2 separate regions of the Gasterosteus aculeatus genome follow, and region 2 is linked to region 1. Evidence: chromatin contacts called from public Hi-C data. All regions are on one chromosome and are shown on one strand. Each heading gives the region's core, a stretch centred on a gene start, on an enhancer-like site or on the middle of the called end of the contact. The rest is flanking DNA. Distances are from core to core; before and after follow the strand shown.

Region 1 (4,030 bases), core at 93-2,592:
GGCGCGAGCGCGCTCCTCTTCGGTGACGTCTTCGCCGGATGCTCGTCTCTGAAGGACGACTTGTTGCGTTTAAGTTTCGACTTTGAATGTTTCTGAGACATTTCGTTACATTACGTCATCACAGCACCTTTAAACCTCCGCGCGTGTGTCCCAAACAGAACTTCTTCTTCTTCTTCTTCTTCTTCTTCTTCTTCTTCCTCTTCTTCTTCTTCTTCTTCCTCTTCCTCTTCTTCTTCTTCTTCTTCTTCTTCTTCTTCTGCGGCCGGATGGCGGCTCGCGGACAGCTTGAAGGTTCGAACCGCCCTCTGTTGAGCGGGAGGGCGCTTCGTGACGTCATTGGCGTCGGCATTGGTCATCGGCGTTTATGTCACGCCTGCTCCGGACTACCCACAATGCACTGTGGCGTGCCGCTGTATCCAGATGTTTCCACATGAGAGAGTTAATTGGATTAGATTTGACAACAAGCACCATGTAGGAAATGTGTTTTTCCTGGTTAATGATAATACTGACCGCTAGATTATTAGTCACATGTTGTGCGATGAAGATCTAATCTAGAAAATAACTTGTTCGGTTAGTAATCGTTTTATCTATTCCACGCATATCAAACGGAATAATTAAGTCACAGAGACAAAACAAGGATAGGATTCAATGACGATGTGTGCACATCGCCACATGTCGCACGTAAATACACATACAGAGACGGTCAGTGTGCAGCGACGACATGTATGATCTCCATCCTTTCGTAAAGGATGCTCCAGTGCTTCCTACTGGTTGCTAAGAAGAAAGAACTCTTCAATCCAGCTGAGGTCTGCAAACCAAGAGGAGCCACCCAGATGTGACCGTGGGGTCCACCCTGCAGGTGAGCCCATAGACCTGCACCTTTTGAAACCTTGCATTCATCATTTTTCCATCGCCGTCTCAGAATAGGGCAGTTGCCGTGTGTTTTTTCGCCACCAATGAAATGTAGGAACCATATTTGGAATGCTGAGGAGTGAGATGGAGAAGCCTAACATGTCTCTGGTAGTGGCAGAATCATGTCCATCAGCCATAAAGCATGTACTATTTAACTTAACTATCTTTATGTGCAAACTGTTCTTTTAAATTGACAAACATCCCTCTGTGTAATTATTGGAGCTATTTGAACCAGTGCTTGAAAATCATTGTGACCTCTGAGATTTATACAGAGGAAAACAAAGCTTGGAGACATGGAGGTACAACAACAATTCATTAACAGCAACATAAATGTATGTATTTATTTAAACAAGTCGTGTGTGCGCGTGTGCGTGTGTGCGTGTGTGCGTGTGTGCGTGTGTGTGCATAGATTGAACTTGCCTGCTCAGCTCTTTGCAGGGTGTCATCTCCTCTATCCCGCTGCCTTAATGTGTGCTCTTGAGTCTCTGTGGTCATATTTTCGTGCTGTTGTCAGAAGCAAAGGCTTGAGTTGAGCGTTTCCGTCCCGTCTGTTGACAGCTTCTGTCTGAGCTCACAGGATGCTGCTACGTGTTCAGCACTTTGTTCTTTTTAAAGGGGAGAGGGATGACGGTCTCACTAAGGTTTCGTCCCTGTTTGTCTTCCTGTGCCGATGTGAGGGTTTCCAGACAGAGGACGTGTCGCATCACTGTAAAACTCTCTGAGGCAAATTTGTCATTTGCTATTTTTGGCTATACAAAATAAAATGAATTGAAATGTGATTCATCAGGACCTGAGGTAGGTGGCGTAGTGCTCGTGCCCTCTGGGTACCAATGCCTCTGAGTACCAGGCCGGATACATGCGAGAAGCAGCAGTACGCAACAAAAAGGTGCCGGTAAAGAGTGAAATGTACTGTGCCGGTACTGAATAGCGGTGAGTAGCGGCCCACTTTGAGCCCTGATTAGAACCAATAATTGTTCGCCTCTTTTCATCGACTAACCGTTCCCTCTGAATGCCCCTAATCAGGTTCCATCGGCACATCCTTCCATCATTGACCCTGAACATGGAGCATGCGATGCTATTTTCAGACTTAATGTACATCCTCTCCGTCCTCCCTGCATGTTCCCTCAGTTTAGTCCTCGAGGTGATCACCACTGAGACACCTGACCACCTGACACACGTACCTATCTCGGTGTGAAACCGCTGTCCTCTACATCAGCCGGTGGGGGACTTTCACCTACTGAACGTTGGGTTAGCAGGTTTTAGCTCATCTACTCATGTGTTAACAGTGTTTTGTTACAGATATTATGTCACACTTGCGTATGTATTTCTACTCCGTGAACACTGCAGAGCTTTACACTGGGCAGGAGTTCTAACTGCAATGATAATACTTTGTTCCCTTCTGGAGGGCACCGAGACAGTGGAAAGTTGAAGTCATAATAACGGTGGGATTTTCTGCGCTCTTTAAGCTTTTGGCCAAAAGAGAGGGACCAACGGAGAGTGGCTACACTTATGCAATGGAAAGAAGACGAGGGAAAGCTGGACCGAACAGAAGGAAAGAGGAGAGCTTTATTTCAAGGAAACTGCTGCAAACCGGCGCTGAGGGAAAACCTGCCACTTTGAAATAAGGTGAGAGCATTTCTTTGGACACGATGTCACAGGAGATGAGTCCCGCCGCTGGACTGCTGCCGCTGGACAATCATTCTCTCCCACCTGGACCACAGAGGGGCGGCGACAGAACCAGAGCTGTGGGCCGGGCCTTGGTGCTACTCTGAGAAGAAGAAACCCGGCGCCTGGAAACAAATGTTACGGCACGTGATGCTTTGTTGTGTTCTGCTGCCGTGGCAACAGCGAAGATCACAAGGTGAATAAAAGTGAGGGAGCAGCAGCTTTACCGGTTGAAGTTAGAGAAATACCCCATTGGGAGGTTCTCCGTGGAGTGATGCGAGTGTTCCTGGTAGTCTGAAGCCTGTCAACCCAGTACAGCTTTGTATTTACTGTATAATACAAGGATAACGACTAGTTTTAGGTCCCAAAGGTATTCACTTAGGAGGCTGCTGTTTGTGTGCGTCATTAAGCCAGTTGTCCTTTAGCTTTGCTACGTTACAATGATACTCGCTTGCCTTAACCTGGTGTTTCTCTTACCATTGGAACAGGGAGGCGCCCCCACTCTGAAATTCCTTCCCCCTCCCTGGAAAAGTGTGGAATTAAAAACACGCACAGCAGTTCCACACTGATACGTGCGTGAATGTACATGTGGCAGCACGGAGAACACGGGCGGACTGACCCGCGATCCGTCTGTCCGACTCACATCAGGTATGTTGGTGCAGGTTTTACAGGGTTGGAGAAGATCCCAGCAAACATTAGACTCAAGAAAAGAGTTGAGAATACTTAAAATAGTTAAGCAACCGATTTTGGTCCCAGTTGAAATCTAATTCAGAACCCTTGATGTACCACATTCCCAAAGCACTGGTTGATTACCTGGTCATCAGGTGTCTAGAAGGATCCTCGTGTCCTTCCCAAGGGTTCCGCTGTGTGATCTGTACAGCTTGAGAAGCTGCAATGAGCATCAGAAGATGGCAGGAAGGTCTGCACCAGGTCCACTCTGTAACTTAAATCTGAAGAACTCAGAAAGGTGACAGGTTTCATGTAAATGTACAATTTATGAAAATCTTCTTTTTGGATCTTTCAAAAGAAACGAGAACATTTGGCAAAATGTATATTTAACATTTCATCAATGAAGGAAACATGTAGGTTGAGGAGTCTCACTCGTAACCAAAAGAACGGCTTGTTGCTTAATGTCTCCTTCCTTACGTATCTCGTGCACCTCAGGGGTACCTGAAGCTAAGCTAGCAGGCTAAAGCCTCCAGGTTCAAAGCCACCAACACTACCGAGGGCAAAGCACTCTGCCGCTACATGTTGGCTGACCTAGCTAACATGTTAGCTAACCTATGTATTGGTTTGTTTGTGTTAGCTAACCTAAGGTTAGCCTAAGGCTAACCTAAGGTTAGTTACATTAAGAAAACCGGTTTGCCTGGTTCATTTGTGCATGAAATAAACGGCACTCTGCAGCAGCACTGGAGCTGTGCGGCGTTGCTATTGTGGGATATTAGAAATAAAC
Region 2 (3,844 bases), core at 214-2,713, 210 kb after region 1:
AATATACACCTCTGTCAGGTTTGTACAGGTTCCAAGGAATCAGGCGCTGCAGAACTACCCACCTGACACCTTCTCTGCACACTTGTGCCCTCAACTAGCACAGCAAACACACACACATACACGCACTCAGAAAAGAAATACTGCTGTCAAGCACACGGTCAGCTGTCAATAGCGTATCGGCCATATGGGCACACAGTACCCCCCCTCTGTGTGGATTGGGCCTATCCTCGAGCACCATTCTGATCCAGTGCTGACAAAAAATCTGTTTGTGACGGAGGTGTATTTGTATGAATGATGTGGAATTCCTTAAAATATCAAATATCTGCTCAATTCAAACTCAGATAATAATCTTTTATGAGGGATTTTGTTTTTTCTGTTTGAGCCATAGCTTTGACTTTGACTCGGCCTCACTGAACTTATTTGGCTATTTCACTGCAGGAAGAGTCGCTAGTTCAACATGTTCCACCTCCAAGATGATCACGTAGTCGTGTTTAAAATTAGATTAAATGAATTTAATTATTGTATTTTGTATAGCCGGGAGGGCTTTACAGTCTGCATGTCAGCCCTGTGAGGCGGGGACTTAAAATCCCAAACAAATTTATATAAAATAGGAATTAAAACCAGCAATACCACCTAATTGAGGAGTCTAGGTCTCCATAAAAACAAGGTTCTTTTATACCAGTGGAAAAACCGCATGGATCACAAGACATAAAAGCAAGGTTAAAAAGATGATTTTATTATCAACTAAAAACCCATAATACTATAAAATAACTGCAACTATATTAAAAGTCCAGCTAGAAAAGTATTAAAACGAAATTTAAAAAGTTCAAGATCTCTCTCTCTCTCTCTCTCTCTCTCTCTCTTTCCGAGTAGAGGAGGTTTGCGCGAGCAGAGCGTGTTGTTGAGAGCGACATAGTTGTTGTTTTTTGAGCGTACCTTTTCACTGTTGGATGTGATATAGACATAGCATTGTAGTGTATAAGTGTGTTTAGTGTTTGTGTGGACTTGTTTGGGGGCTAGAATTCCTGAAGTGTGCGTTTTTTGCAGCCGATCTGCTCGCGCTGGTCAGCATGCTAAACGCCACCATGGACCCGACCCGTCTGACAAGGAAACACGGCGTCGGGATCGCACCGGGTTTTTCGTGCTCGGTAGAGGACTGCGGCTTGGCCGTGGGGAGAGTGGTCGGGCACGGCAGCGTGAAGTCCGCCGCCCGTTTGAATAACACGGTGGTGATTTTTCTGGAGGCGAAGTCAAGCCAATTGGTGGGGAGGGGACCGGGGAAGTCCAGCAGGGGAGTCAGGGGCGTGGGGTTGGAGTTAAGTAGGAAAGCCAGGGGTATGAAGGGAGACAAGAGAGAACAGTTGGAATACAGCAGCTAATCCAGGTGAGTGAGGGGGGGGGGGCAGGAAGAGACAGGAGTGGCCCAGCCGGTAAGTCAGGTGAGAGAGGGGGGCAGGAAGAGACAGGAGTGGCCCAGCAGGTAAGTCAGGTGAGTGAGGGGGGGCAGGAAGAGACAGGGGTTGCCCAGCAGGTAAGTCAGGTGAGTGAGGGGGAGTGAGTCAGTGTGTGGAAAAAAGTGTTTCTACAAAAAGCGAAAAACATGAAGGGAGTTAAGGTTGAGGATTACTTCTCCGATAAAGAGAAGCTCGCTAAATTTGCCCGGATGCATATGAGCAGTAAGGACAGAGGAGGCCTAACAAACCAGGAAGTATACCGGCTGAGGAAAATAGTACAGAAAATCAATAATTTATCTTGATCTGTTTTTGCATGGAGCTTCCAAAAGTTCCAGAGGACATAAATGCCGGTTTGGAGGGTCCTCTGTTGGCAACCGAACTCTTCGCAGCTCTACAGAGCATGGAGCGGGGTGAGGCCCCGGGAATCAACGGGATTCCAGTAGAGTTTTAACTGTTTTTCATGAGAGTTTTAAACCGCTCAGTTGCAGGAGGGCAGTGCTGACCTTGCTGCCGAAAAAAGGAGACCTGCAAGAATTAAAGAACTGGAGTCCGGTGTCCCTTCTCTGTGCGGACTACATGATCCTGCCCAAGGCATTGGCCAACCGGCTACGGGAGGTAATGGACCTGTTCATCCACCAAGACCAAACTTACTGTGTGGCTGGCAGGAACATACTGGAAAATGTGTCCTTAATTCGGGATATTTTGGACATCTGATTCATTGGGCATTAAGACTGGTCTCATTTCATTAGACCAGGAAAAGGCATTTGACAGGGTTAAGCACCCTTACCCCTGGAAGAGTTTTGGCCTCAGCCCAGGTCTTATAGCAATGATTAAGGTTTTGTGAATATATTGTTTGTGGTGGTTGTCATGGTAACTCGTAGTATCGTGGCTCCATTCATGCTGCCTTCATACTGTGGTGGTCCACACGCTCAACTCTGATTGAACCGACTCTAAACAGCTGTTCTGAAACCCAAACCTCAGAGTTTTCCACCTCAGGGTAAATCAACTCAGAGTTTAGGGTTTGACTCAGAGTTTGTTAAACCTCCTACTTGAAACGGACCCCAGTTCTTCAACAACATGCTAAGCAAATTTCACATTAGAGGCCCTGCTCCATCCTCCTCCTGTTTAACTCCCTACTCCACTATCCTCCAGGGGCCTCACCTGTCAGCATTAGATTCAATAGAAACCTATAGTCCCTGGACATTGTCCATGCATAGTGGGCCTGCTAAATGCAATCTGGCACTGTGGTATATGCCAGCCCCACCTCCTCTCTTCCTCCTGCTTACGCTTTCATGCCTCCCTGAGGACCATCAATAATACAACATGGAGCTCCTCAAGCAGCGTATGCACACAAACACAAAGTTCAGGAATACACATCGACAGGCCCAAGCACACGGTCTTGAAAGTACACAAACACATGGAAGGTTCAATTCCCCGCTGTGAGCGCCTTCTCCAGTGGAGGGCAGACACATCTGCAGATATCAATGAGCAAGGCACAGGGTTGAGGAGCATCCCCCTCAGGCTGTCGGAGGCTTTCACAAAGGGCTCTCCTCGTTGGTGTTGAAGGATGAAGAGAAGAGCAAGGAGCCTCCCTCGGACACATGGACAGGAGTGAGGCCGAAGAGGGTCCGGTGACATGTGCTCAGAGGCTTTGTTCTGGAGCAGAGATGACGTGAACTCTTCTGATGTTTCCTATGATAAGATTCGCAAGATTCTAAACTCACCGAAAAGAAATTCTGAAAAACATACATTTCTTGGATCTTCAAGTTGAAAATGTGCAAAAAACGATCCTGCGGTTTATAAAAGCTTGAGCAAAAGGTCCACTTAGTTGCTTTGAATTCATCACGTGGCCAGACGATGATGCAGTGCTGGATTATTGTTGTGCAGCTGAAGACTATATTATATTGGGTTTTATTGTCAAAGATTACAAATTTAAAATGGATTAAAGTGAATCCAAGTTCAAATTCCCAATTCTGTTCTCGTTGTTGGAACGGAACCCAGCACTGACCTTGTCCTGTAAATCAACACTTAATTGGTGGTTGAGCAGAAAACTCTGGATGAACATTAGCCCTTGTTGGGATGACAGAAGTTATAGTTTATATTCCATTATAAGCTACGGAAACAGCAGTCCAAGTCCTAGTACACTGAAAAAAATGTGGAGTACTAGTGGTTTTTGCACTTAGAAAGTGAAGTAAATTCTACAAGGACGATCATCAAGTGAATCATACTTGCAGGATATAAGTTACTTTTACTAGCAAACCTTAAGTAATTTACTGATTATTATTAATATGGACATTGAATTTTACTCTGTCCTTCTTTGTAAGTTTTACTCAGACTGCTTCAAACGAAAAAATCAAGGTTATCTTTTTTAACCTTTATTTATAGACTAT

The links. Hi-C and Micro-C count contacts between places; a contact is called where the count stands out from the background.
Region 2: a contact with region 1 is called in a Hi-C map of tail fin, with 2.1 times the contacts expected there. The contact joins the enhancer-like site here to the promoter of LOC120829778 in region 1. A contact is called at or near these places in 3 of 6 Hi-C or Micro-C datasets (skeletal muscle, tail fin and whole body).

Annotation. Positions count from the first base shown.
Region 1 is chr2:24,637,058-24,641,087 of fGasAcu3.hap1.1, forward strand. LOC120829778 reads right to left here and starts at 1,343. Exons shown (of 5, transcript XM_078087688.1): 1 at 1-1,343. The coding sequence starts at 101.
Region 2 is chr2:24,844,593-24,848,436 of fGasAcu3.hap1.1, forward strand. No RefSeq gene overlaps it. Among protein-coding and RNA genes, the nearest start is that of LOC120828908, 18 kb to the right of the region's middle. Within about 2 kb of position 1,464, at least 3 of the 9 cell types and tissues checked have open chromatin away from gene starts, as enhancers often do.